2 separate regions of the Sus scrofa genome follow, and region 1 is linked to region 2. Evidence: chromatin contacts called from public Hi-C data. All regions are on one chromosome and are shown on one strand. The core of a region is the stretch at or near the end of the contact, and the rest is flanking DNA. Distances in the headings are between cores, read along the strand shown. Region 1 overlaps SPIDR (DNA repair-scaffolding protein). Region 2 overlaps SPIDR (DNA repair-scaffolding protein).

Region 1 (6,930 bases), core at 2,145-4,644, 130 kb after region 2:
AGTATTGTATGCTTTATTACAGAATTTTCATTTGCTTTTTTTTCCAATTTATATTTTTCTGTTGAGTGTTTTGCTGTATATATGTTCCTTTACATCCAGAACAGAGTTAAAACAGTTGCTAAATCTTTTTTTTTTTTAATTTTATTGGAGTATAGTTGACTTACAGTGTTGTATTAGTTTCAGGTGTACAGAAAAGTGAATCAGTTATACATATACATATATCCATTCCTTTTTCCCCATATAGGTTAATACAGAACATTGAGTTGACCTCCCTGAACTACACAGTAGGTCTTTGTTAGTTACCTATTTTATATATAGTGGTGTGTATATTAATCCCATACTTCCAATTTAACCCTCCTGCCATGGTTTCCCCTTTAGTAGCCATAAGTTTGATTTCAAAATCTGTGAGTTTATTTCTTGTTTACAATTGAATTCTTCTGAATCATTTTTTATTAGACTCTACATATAAGTGATATCATATATTTGTCTTTGTCTGACTTACTTCACTTAGTATGATAATCTCTACATCTATTCATGTTGCAAATGACTTTATTTCATTCTTTTTTATGGCTGAGTAATATTCCACTGTATATATGTGCCACATCTTCCTTACACATTCCTCCATTGATGGACATTTAGGTTGCTTCCATGTCCTGGATGTTGTAAACAGTGTTGCCATGAACACTGGGGTGCACATATCTTTTCAAATTATGGTTTGCTCCAGATATATGCCCAGAAGTAGGATTGCTAGGTCACATGGTATTTCTATTTTTTCAGAAAAATATATTTTTCTAAATATATATAATACTATATATTGTTTATATAGTTTTTTAAGTAAGATTCATAATGTTTTCCATAATGGTTGCATCAATTTATACTCCTACCTACAGTGTAGGCTAATTCCAATATACAAGTCATATTAAGGTCCATCTCAATTAACTGTCCTTTCATTTAAGTATAGGTCACATTTTCTGGGTTTGTGTGTGTATAAACATAGGCATTAGAGTGATACTTTTTTTTTTTTTTTTACACTCTGGAATCTCTTATGCTCTTCTGAAGATTATTTACTTTTTTGCTTAAATGGCCGTTGGCTATACTCACTCTCCATAATGCTTTCTCACATGTAGTAGAAAGTAATTGAAATCTGTGTAGTTCCTATATCTTATAAGATATAGATGCATAATTTGGGGGTTCCTTCCTTCCTACTCTAACTTTTAAGCTCCTACAGCCACCCCAAACTCTGTGTTGTGATATCTATACAAGTTTAGCCACTTTAAACTACATTGATGGGGGCAAAAAGCAGAGAATAGTGAAAAACTCTCCTTGTTTGGGCCACCCTCGTCTTCTAAATGACAACCCCTTCAGTTTCTGCCAGCTGCCTGCCCATCTACTGTGCCTTCACTTTTATATTCTTTTTATACCTTTATATAAATATATTTCAAAAATGTTTATTTGTCCATAATTTGCCATTGTTATTTGTAAGAAAAATAATCTGAAACACGCTACTGTCATTACTAAAAGTGGAACTCCTAAGAATTTTTTAAATTAGAAAACTAGAGGACTATAAAAGTCACACTGTGATTACTTATATCATTACATTTTAATTTATATATAGTTGTAACCTGAATTCCTACAGTAGTCCTTTTTCTATTCTATTCCTTCTTATACCAGAAAACAGATAACTGGGGAAATGAAAGGAAGGAGAAGAAAGAGGAAAATGAAGGGAAATGGGATGACAGGGTGATAATGAAAGAGGAGGAAGATTTATACTGGCCCCAAACTGACAAAGTCCCTGTCCTGTTCTGTCACAAACTAAAGTTTAGCCAATTAAGAAAGATATGAATAAATAAGGATGTAAGTTCTGAAACAGATGCTATTAATGCTACTGGCACATTCTTTCACACTCACTTCATTAAAAAGAATAAAAGCCAAAATATGCTATAATATTAAGAGATCATGAACAGATAGACCATAGATATATACACACAAAATTGTAATATAAAATAAAAACCAAAAAATATCTACTCCTCAATACAACTTATAACACTCCACCTTTTTTATCGTGAGAACACACTGGACAATAGATGTTGTTCTTAAGTATAATGTTTCTATAATGGAATCTTTCATATATAATCAAACAAAATCATGACTAAAAACTCCGTATTTCCCTTTACAAATGTTGTCAGTTTTGTTTTTTTTTTTTCCATTTTTTTTGCTTTTTAGGGCCACACCTATAGCACATGGAAGTTCCCAGGCTGGAGGTCGAATCGGAGCTACAGATGCCTGCCTAGGCCACCCACAGCAACGCAGGATCCGAGCTACATCTGCAACCTACACCATAGCTCACAGTAACGCCAGATCTCCAACCCACTGAGTGAGGTCAGGGATCAAACTCGTATCTCCATGGATACTACTCGGATTCATTTCCATTGAGCACAACTGGAACTCCCTTGTCAATTTCTATGTAAACTTATTTTAGAGAGGGTTTCTGAGTGCTTTTGATTATGATAATTAAATTCTTTCAACTCTATAACGATGTATATACATTGGATAGCACTTAGACTAACAATTAATACATAGTCATATCATTTTATTCTAATTCATCATTAAAACTAAAGTGAAATTGAATGTCTTCTGAATATATAGAAATAAATAAAAATAGAGAATTATAAATATGCTCATTCAATCTACAAATACTTTCTAAGTTTGTCTGATCACTTTCTAAATATCCTCCTATGTGAGAATATAAAACTGTGCTTATTCCAATTCTGTTAAACCTTTTCCATATTTCATCTTCTGTGACATACTGAATTATTTGTTCTGCCCCTACTGTTAAGAGTACAAAAAACACAACTGGTTATTTTGTTTGTTTTTTTACCTTTTTTTAAAATTAAAGTATAATTGGAATCCGACTAGGAACCATGAGGTTGCGGGTTCGGTCCCTGCCCTTGCCATGAGCTGTGGTGTAGGTTGCAGACGCGGCTCGGATCCCGAGTTGCTGTGGCTCTGGCGTAGGCCGGTGGCTACAGCTCCGATTCAACCCCTAGCCTGGGAACCTCCATATGCCGCGGGAGCGGCCCAAGAAATAGCAGCAACAACAACAACAAAAAGACAAAAGACAAAAAAAAAAAAAAAAAAAAAAAAAATTAAAGTATAATTGATTTACAATGTTGTACCAAGGAACACATCTGTTTTATAACAATGAATCCATATTTCAAATTTGAAAATCACATTTGTTTTCCCTTTAAAACTGCATGAACTAGAGAGTTCCCGCTGTGGCACAGCATAAATGAATCGGACTAGCATCCATGAGGATGCAGGTCCAATCCCTGGCCTCGCTCGCTCAGTGGGTTGGGGATCTGGTGTTGCTGTGAGCTGTGGTGTAGGTGGCAGACACGGCTTGGATCTGGTGTTGCTGTGGCTGTGGTGTAGGCAGGCATCTGTAGCTCCAATTGGGCCTGTAGCCTGGGAACCTCCATATGCCACTGGTGTGGCCCTGAAAAAGCAAAAAAAGCAAAAAACAAAAAACAAATCCTACATGAACTACTTTCAGATCTTGTTTATGCCAGCCAGCTTCTCTTACGCACCTTCACCAAAAGCTCAAACCTCACTAGGGTTATCTGATATTTATTAAACCTATTAGCCTATACTTGCATAGGAGTCACTACATAAAGCAGAAGAAAATTACATAACAAAGCTCACCTAAATCCAATTTTCTTCACACTTCCTTAAAAATGTAGGTTACACAGAAAACTCACTGCTGTATCTCTGCTGCCCTCTATAGGAATGATTCTTGGAAGACACTAATAAGATAAATCAAAAACCCAGACAGCAATACTGAACCATAGGAAAAATCACATCAATAATCAACTCCATTTGACAAATGTCCTAAAAGGCAACATTATGGTCTTTGATTTCCATCATGCTTTTCCTCCAAGTTGTTATGTAATGATGCTATACTTCAAGAAAATGAACTTAAGTAATTAAGAGAACTTGGGACCAGACTCTATGAGTTAGAAGCTCATTCTGACATTTATTAGCTATGTCTCCATTCCCTTATCTATAAAATGGGGCTAATAACATCTAGATAACACCATCAGCACTTAGCAAAGTGTCTCAGATAAAGAAAGAACTCAGGGTTACTGTGTTTTATTAATATTATTGCTATTACTATTATTGACAAAATGGTCAGGACCACAGCACTGAAGCCAAAGTCCCTGAGTAAAATCTAGGTTCATTTTGAGTTCATATTTGTGTATGGTGTTAGAGAAATTTTTTTTGGGTCTTTTTAGGGCCTCACCCATGGCATATGGAAGTTCCCCGCTAGGGGTCGAATCAGTGCTGCAGCTGCTAGCCTACGCCATCAGCCACTGCAACACCAAATGTAAGCCACAATCTGTGACCAACACCATAGCTCATGGCAATACCAGAGGATCTTCAACCCACTGAGCAAGACCATGGATTGAACCTGTGTCCTCATGGATACTAGCTGGGTTCTTTACCACTGAGCCACAATGGGAACTCCTACAGAATGTTCTAATTTCATTCTTTGACATATATCTGTGTAGTTTTCCCAGCACCACTTATTGAAGAGACTATCTTTCCTCCACTGTAGGTTCTCTCATCCTTTGTCATAGATTACTTGACCATAGGTGCTTGTGTTTATCCTGTACCATTGATCTGTATTTCCGTTTCTGTCCCAGTACTGCTTTGATTACTGTAGCTTTGTAGTATAGTCTGAAGTCAGGATATCCGATTCCTCCAGTTCCGTTCTTCTTTTTCAATACTGCTTTTGCTATTCGGGGTCTTTTGTGTTTCCATACAAATTTTAAAATATTTTGTTCTGGTTCTATAAAGAATGAACGTCACTAGTAATTTGATAAGGATTGCACTGAATCTGTAGATTGCCTTGGGTAGCATAGTCATTTTGACAATAGTGATTCTTTCAATCCAAGAGATTCTCATACTAAGTGAAGTAAGTCAGAAAGAGAAAGACAAATACCATATGATATTGCTTATATGTGGAAATTAAAATATGGCACAAATGAATCTATCAAACAGAAACAGACTCACAGACATAGAGAACAGACTTGTGGTTGCCAAGGGAGAGGGGGAAGGAAGTGAGTTGGATGGGGAATTTGGGGTTGGTAGATGCAAATCATTACATTTAGAATGGATAACAATGCAGTCCCACTGTACAGCACATGGAACTATATCCAATCTCTTGGGATAGAACATGATGGAAGAGAGTATGAGAAAAAGAATGTATACATGTGTATGACTGGGTCACTATGCTGTACAGCAGAAACTGACTGTAAAATCAACTATATTCTTTTAAAAAAAAAAATCCAGGTTCAATCATTTACTACTTTATAACCATAGGAAAATTACTCAATCCCTCTGTTTTAGAATCCTCATCTGGAAAACAGGAATGGTAATAGTTCCCACCTCACAAAGTTACTGTGGGATTTAAATATGCTTTGTATGTAGCTAAGCACTTAGAAGAGAGTCCCACAACATCAGAAGCACTCATGATGTTATTAACAAATGCTGTTACTATGAGTTCAGTAAACTTTACACAAAGACTAGGAGAACTCTGTTACAGAGAACTGATGGAACTGTCTTTATAGGCATGTATGTATGTTTCCTAATTCAAAAACATCCCTCACCCCACCCTGGGAACTGGATTCAAGATAGATGTGAAATAATCAAGGCTTCCCACTGAGTTAAAATACAATTCTTCTGTAGAGTAAATATCCACTCACCATGTATGTTCCATTTCTACAAACACACATGAGATGCAAAAAGTAATAGCCTTGTGAGTTATATAAGGAAGGTTTTATTTCTGAAGAGCTAAGAAACAGTTATAAAACTCCCAATTATAGTACAAATCTTCCCCCTCCATGTTATTCAAAGTGCACAACTCATTTTAACACTGTAACTGACTCTGTCAACACCCTACTCACATCTCCTACCTCTTTTCAGTGATGCTGGCCCTATTTCCAACTTTCAGCACCCTCATTTCTTTGCATCAGGGCTTCATCTGGCTGTTGGGACCCATTTTTCTCTACCTGCACAGTAGTTTGTAAGAATTAGGAAACACTCCTATCCCCTGTCTCCACCAAGAAGCAACCCTCAACCAATGAATGAAGGGATTATATATAAATACTCGGGCTTCCTTAACCCTCTGGAGGCATAATTCTGATGCTTCCAAAGATTCCCAACAGCACTAAGGTCTAGTGCCCACAATGGTAACTTGCTTGATATAGATGCCTTGATTGGCTGCTATCATTTCCCAGGCTCAATGGACCACTTCACCACCAGAGAATTCTCAGGGCATGCTGCTATGGAAATTCAAGGAAAAACAAACTATAAGTAGAGGCAAGTCTACAAAAACTGCACATCACATAGTTGGTTTCTTTCAGCCTATGTGAAATACTGAATAAACAAAGGAGAGTGGTTTTAGGTATGAGCACAGGGAAGTACTAGGAAAAAAGTGCTGATGTGACTACAAGATACTGGGTAGAGGTATGCAGGTATGAGTTAAAGTCTCCTGAAAGGTAGATGCCAACACAGCATTGGCTACTACATGAGAAATTTATTGGGGGAAGTACCTGCAAAGGATAAAGGGGAGAAAGCAGGAGTCAAAGAGAGCTTTAAGGCCACAGTGCAGGTCTGACAACTATGAAAGGTGAAGGAGAAGGAAAGAGGATTCAGTAGAAGAATTTCTAATGGCAGTGAAGCACTAGGAAATTTTGGCTTGGCTGATGGTATGTCGTCAAAGTCACCCCTCAAGCAGTTCTGTGTGACTCTATCTCACAACCCTGCCATATTCCATGGTCAAGTATTGGGACAAGCCCCTGGGAAGTATGGCCCCAGTACAAACATAATAGTGGGTCCTGAAGGATGGCAGTTGGGGCCATCAATCAA
Region 2 (6,430 bases), core at 2,402-4,901:
TGCTGTGGCTCTGGCGTAGGCCGGCAGCTACAGCTCTGATTAGACCCCTAGCCGGGAACCTCCATATGCCGCAGGAGCGGCCGTAGAAAAGGCAAAAAGACCAATAAATAAATAAATAAATACACAGAAAAGAAAAGGAAAATACCAAGCATTGGTGAGGATACTGAGAAACTGGAACCCTTGTGTGTATTGCTGGTGGGAATGCAAAATGGTATAGCTACTGTAAAAAACTATAATTGTTCCTCAAAAAATTAAAACACAAAATTACCATATTATAGGCCATTTTCACCCCTGGGTATATACTCAGAAGAATTGAAAGCAGGGGCTGAAACAGATATTTATATAAATGTTCATAGTAGCATTATTCGCAATAGCCAGAAGGTGGAAACAAGCTCAAATATCAATCAACAGATGAATGAATGAAAAAAAAAAATGCGGTCCATTCATACAACAGTACAGTATTTAGCCTTAAAAGAAAATGAAATGTTGACATGGTACAACATGGATGAACTTGAATGACATCATGCTAAATGAAATAAGCTAGACACAAAAGTACACATACTCTATGACTCCACTTACATGAGTTACCTAGAATAGGCAAATTTATATATAGAGAGGGTATAATAGAGATTACCAGGAGTTGGGAGAGATGGTTGGGGGGAAGAATGGGAAATTATTATTTAAGGGGTACAGAGTTTCTGTTTAAGACGATAGTAATATTAAATTTCTACACAATTACCAGATATGCATGGAAAAGTAATTTATAAAACTTAGTACCTGGACTTGCACAGAGTAATTAGGAACAATGGACAAAAAGCACATAAAGTCCTGTAAGTCCTATTACAGAAACATATATGGCCCTGAGCTTTGAAGATTACCTAAGGATCCAGTGTGGATGGCATGACAGGCTCTAGGCGCAGGGGCGTCACTTCCAGCATCAGGGCTGATGGCTACTGCCTGCTAGTGCTCATTAGTTCTCACTCACGACCCAGGGAATTTGACAAGGGTCTTCTTTACCAAGTGTTTAGAGAGTATACATTTAGAATGATACTCCAATTTTGAAACAGGAGTTTCACTGTGTTCATAAATCCTCATAAACACCCTTCAAAATAGGTCAACAACTCCTTTTGCACCTTTTAGCAGAAGGGGACCTTGGTGAGTGTTCAGGTGAAACAATGAGTGCCCCCCAGAACGACAGCTCAGTGGGTCTTGCGAATGCAAGGCAGAGCATGTAAGGGCCCGTGCACCACTGCCTGTGGCAGAGGCTCTGCTCACAAGAAAGACAAGAGTCCTTCCTTTTAACAACATTCAAAATCACAGGAAACAGTTTTAAAACATGTTCTATGATTCCATGATTACCTGTTACCAAATAGCCAAATTCTTCAAGAGTATGTGAGAAAGGTAGACCTCAGACACGAAGGGCAGTCGTGATGTTTTGTGAGCTGCATGTGTGAACATAAGGAAATGATTTGCAGTGTATGATTTACAATAATTATTAAATTTCCTTTTAAGCAGTCTCAGTATCTGTCACACATACATTACTACTGCCCTCATCTCCCTATCAGATTGTTTTCTTAGCACTGCCTACTTAACTTACTTTCAACCATCAATGCTGACATCCTCAGAATCATATCAAAAGAAACTAACTCCATAGAATTTAGCATAGATCTGAATATCCCCCTTTGTGCCTTGCTGTACCTGTAGCTTTCTACCATAACGTAAAGGAATGCTGCACCCAATTATTGACATGTGTTCCCTGTTCTGGGCTGCAGCACCATCTCCTCTCAAAGATGATACAAGAAGCACATCTTTCGCAGTGCCTAGCAGTTAACGCCTAGAACCCAGCAGCACCATCTTGGCATAAAGCAGTTATTCAGCAAGTGTCTGTGGAATTGATGGATGAATACATTTGGGATATATTAACTTTTTGAGACCAGATAGGTGCTTAGAAGTAAATTTTTGTTATACAAAGCCCCATCCCCTAAAACTAGCAGACATCTCCATACCAAATGAATGAAAATTAATCTCAACCAGTAACTGCATATTCAGATAGTTTAACAAATGTAAAACATCCAAGACAGAGCCAGACACATTAAATGCAACAAACCCTAGTTTATTTCTTAACTATTGTCAGCTAATATTTAAAGTTTTTAATAAATTGTTACTATGAGATCAGGAACTTCTGATCACAGACATAAAGGATGAAATACTACAGGCCATTTTCGGGACCAATCCCTCAAATGCACAGACCACTGTCACTGACGTTTTACAGAGCCCACAGCCAATCACCACTCCAGGCTGAGGGCACGGGGTTCGCAAGTGGGGCAAGACACAGAGAGAACAACGGTAGGCGACTACAACAAAAACAACCTGTTTTCCAAACTCTAATAATAGACTGTAGAAAAACACACATTTAGACACACACCTAACCCTAGAGCTTTTAGTCATTTTAAAGCTATTAGCAAGGATCTTATCCCAAACAACAGCCTCTTCTCCACCCCTACTGCTATGTCTAAAAATAAAATAGCACATTACACAGGCATATTTTGCTTTCTCCAGCCAGGAGCTCAGAAAACCCCCTCAAGCCTTACTGCAGCAGGATCAGTCCACTGTACACTATGAGTCAGCACTTCTCCACATTTCTGGAAATTCCTTACTAGCAACATGACCCACACAGGAAGCCAACTTTCCATTTCAATGTATAACAGGAAATATTCAAACACATTTCACTTAAACTGGAGAATTATTTTAATGTAAAATAAGTAAGAATCTACTAAAAGGCATTTGTTTAAAAAAAAAATCTATTTTAAAATAAGTAGACAAACAACGATTTGCTAAACCAGTATAATCAATCTGAGCAAAGACAATTCAGTGCCTAGAAGAGAGGAAACACAAATTAAGTTTACAATTTAACTCAGTTACTGTCCAATTTTATGTTGTACACATTACTACAAAGTTACATGACTTTGGAAAACCTATTTTGTTATATTAAGAATCTGCTAAGTTTTGTTTTGAATATTTGGCTTGGCCAGTAATGCAATTATACAGAAATAACAATGGAAATGTAAATATTATTAGGAAAGAAACCCTTTATAGCAAATATTATTATAGAATATACCTCCTTCCCTAATTAATGGATTGAAGTTACTTGTTTAGCATAAAATACATCAGTAAGTTACAGAGATTTTATGTTTCAGAAGCGATTTTTTTAGAAGATTAACAAACTTGAAAACAGCCTGTCTGTCCATTAAGGACGGCACCCAGCCCTCAGAGGGCCACGTTTCCAATTTGCGTTCAGAATGCTGCTTTCACAGTTAAAATGTCAGCTACAAGTTGTTTTCCCACAATTCTTAAACAGAGTTTCAAAACTTAAGTTCAGGAAAAAGCCAAATAGCTCAGCTATTACAGTCATTAATAAATGTATTTAACATTCGTGCAGCATCAGAATGTAAGACATCTGGTCCTAATTTCAGTTTTGGCTCAGAATAAAAGTGCCTCCCCCACAACAGTTTGATTATAAACTGTTCTTTTCCTCCTCTCTCTTTTTCTTCTTTGGAAGTTGTTGTCCTTCATTCTTGCTGGAAGCCACCTGACCACTGCCTGGAAGAGGAATGCAAAACATTCCCAGGAGCGGCTGTGACGTCAGCCCCACATTCCACCTCTCTGCGGTCAGGGCTGCCGGGAAACTCCAGCCTCCAGCAAAACCCCTCAGATGAGATAACAGCTAAGGCCTGCACTAAATCACAGTAAGAACTCCTTCACATTGCCCTTTAAAGATGGACATTTAAAAGGGGGAGGGGTACAGAGCTGGTTTTATGAAGCATATTTACCACTGATCTTCAAAATTTTGGTTTCTTTGTTTTCCCCTTTGGAGAAAAAAGCAAGAAAAAAAATGATTTAACAACAATCAACAGCAGACCAAATCACCTTAGGCCTTAGTATAGAGACAGGGTAAGATAAACAACAAAATAATTTGGGCTTCAACCAAAAGGCCTTCCTCAATTAAATAACGCCCCACCTGTCTCCAAACTCTCTTAGAGGAGGAAGAGAAGAAAGTCCCATGCAAGTATGCCTCCAAAAGTGGTGGCTGCATAGAGAAGGGATATGTGTATATGTATGGCTGGGTCACTTTGTTGTACAGCAGAAATTATCACAGCCTTGTAAATTAACTATACTTCAATAAAACTTAATAAAAAAATGAAAAGGAAAGTAGTGGATGCATTTTCTCTAAAAAGAAATATTGTATAAAGAAACTGCACAATGTAAATATTACAAATAAAATACAAACATACATGTAATCTTACATACAATTTTCATTTGCAACTTCCTAGATTTTTCCAAGTGTATTTATTAATGTGTTTGCAAATGTACTGTACATGATATTTTGTCCTCTGTTTTCCTTACATGCTTTACTGAATATCTTCGCATGCTATATAATGAACCTCTATACTTATTAAACTCTAAAACTGTAAAATGTTTCTTGGGGAGGAGAGAGGAGTCTATTACAAAACATGTTCTATGCATACCATTTTTTCTGTTTCTGCTAAATAATACCCTTGGAATTAATTTGCAGGCATAGATAATTAAATTGAATGAAATGTCTTATCACATTTCCTATACACAGAGACACTGATTTCCAAAAAGAATTATTCAATTATAAGATGGATATAAGTTTCCATGTATCCACTGTACTGTAACTTTGTCAGTATTCATATATGTATGTATACATAACTGTACATAAAATAGGCATGGAATAATGTGTCAAAGATGCTTTAATTTTTCTGATTAATAAGGACACTGAAGATTCCTTGATGAGTTTTAGGCAATTTTTATGATGAGAACTTTTAGAAAAAAGTACCACAATCATAAGTAGAAATTACAGGTATTATCAAAAAACATATTTTAGGAGTTCCCGTCATGGCTCAGTGGTTAACGAATCTGACTAGGAACCATGAGGTTGCGGGTCTGATCCCTGGCCTTGGTCAGTGGGTTAAGGATCCAGCGTTGCCTTGAGCTGTGGTGTAGGTCACAGACGCGGCTCGGATCCCAGGTTACTGTGGCTCTGCTGTAGGTTGGTGGCTACAGCTTTGAATTGACCCCTAGCCTGGGAACCTCCATATGCCGTGGGAGCAGCCCAAGAAATGGCAAAAAGACAAAAAAAACACAAAAAACAAAAAACAGATTTTACATTCATCCAAAAAACAACAAAAATTGTCATAGTTCAGCTTCTAAGTAATATATGCTATTATTAAAAGCAATCACCATCTAATACGACTATAAAATATAGTTCCTAGATACGGGCATGTGTGTGTCCCTCTGTGCTGTATTATGTGTGCACATACCCACCTACCACTAAAATGTATGTGTAAATAAGGAGCACAAGATACAGGTCCTACTTCTACCTCCAGAAAAGTTAATTGCCTTTCTGAACCTGTTTCCTCATCTGTAAGAATCTTTTACTTTGCTTACTAGATCCAGCTTGTCTTTTCTTGATATTCAACCTCTGAATCTTCATCCCTAGCACAATGTCTGGCACCAAACGTTCTTATTAATGGCAAATGAATATATTTTAATTCACTAGGTAGATTCAAAATAGGCAAATACTGGTAAAACAAGGGGAGAAATGCTCCAATATATTATCTTACTTTTTCTTCCATTCTTGAGTATCAAGTGAAAATGAAATCACCAGTTTAAGCTGGTGGTCACATTCTCTTTTTACTATGATTCATTTTAAAGTTCAAAGCACAGTGGGACAGAATGTTTTGGAATTTGAAATACCTTAAGCCTTCTGCCTTGGAGTAAAGCCAGGTGACCTAAACACATATCATTAACAAAACAAAACAGAACAAAAAGTAAGAGAAACTAGATGACAAAAACTAAAGAAACTAGCACCATCCTCACAGAGCTCTAGATGGACTTCATCCATTTTCCTAAGAGCTGCTGAGTTCTTGAGCACAGACGATTCTATTCTATTAGCTTAGTAAAAATTACAACTACAACTTGTACCAAATTCCTTCCTGACAAACTGCTCTAGACCCCTTGCATCCCTGCTCTGGGAAGAGCAGGGCAGCTTCAGGATGTTTTCTGCACAAGAATTATACCACCTGGAGGGAGAAATCTCAGCAACAGCACCTGCTGCAGCTCTTATTGCTTTTCTTCCTCTCAGTGAGCAAAGGCAGTTATGGGATGTGCTGCAGAGTTCATTAAAGACACCTGTGTATGACACTATGCCAGAAGCTGCACCCATCTGGCCATCAGAGCCAGGAGGAAATGGTCACCTAACAGATCAGACCATTTCCAGCAAAGTAAAACAGAACAGTGTTCCACATCCCTTTAAAAACTACCTCACTGACGTTATACCAATTTGGGATGAGACGAATGCCACACTAACCAAAACAAGTAGAAAAAATTATTCAAAAGCAAACTATTA

What was found. Hi-C and Micro-C count contacts between places; a contact is called where the count stands out from the background.
Region 1: a Hi-C map of skeletal muscle shows a contact between it and region 2, with 2.4 times the contacts expected there. A contact is called at or near these places in 12 of 47 Hi-C or Micro-C datasets (alveolar macrophages, embryonic fibroblasts, liver and 5 more) and 2 of 2 datasets of targeted methods (alveolar macrophages and skeletal muscle).

What each region holds. Positions count from the first base shown.
Region 1 is chr4:80,152,302-80,159,231 of Sscrofa11.1, forward strand. The region is part of intron 5 of SPIDR (DNA repair-scaffolding protein); the gene reads right to left. Among named protein-coding and RNA genes, the nearest start is that of SPIDR, 35 kb to the right of the region's middle.
Region 2 is chr4:80,023,275-80,029,704 of Sscrofa11.1, forward strand. The region is part of intron 8 of SPIDR (DNA repair-scaffolding protein); the gene reads right to left. Among named protein-coding and RNA genes, the nearest start is that of CEBPD, 150 kb to the left of the region's middle.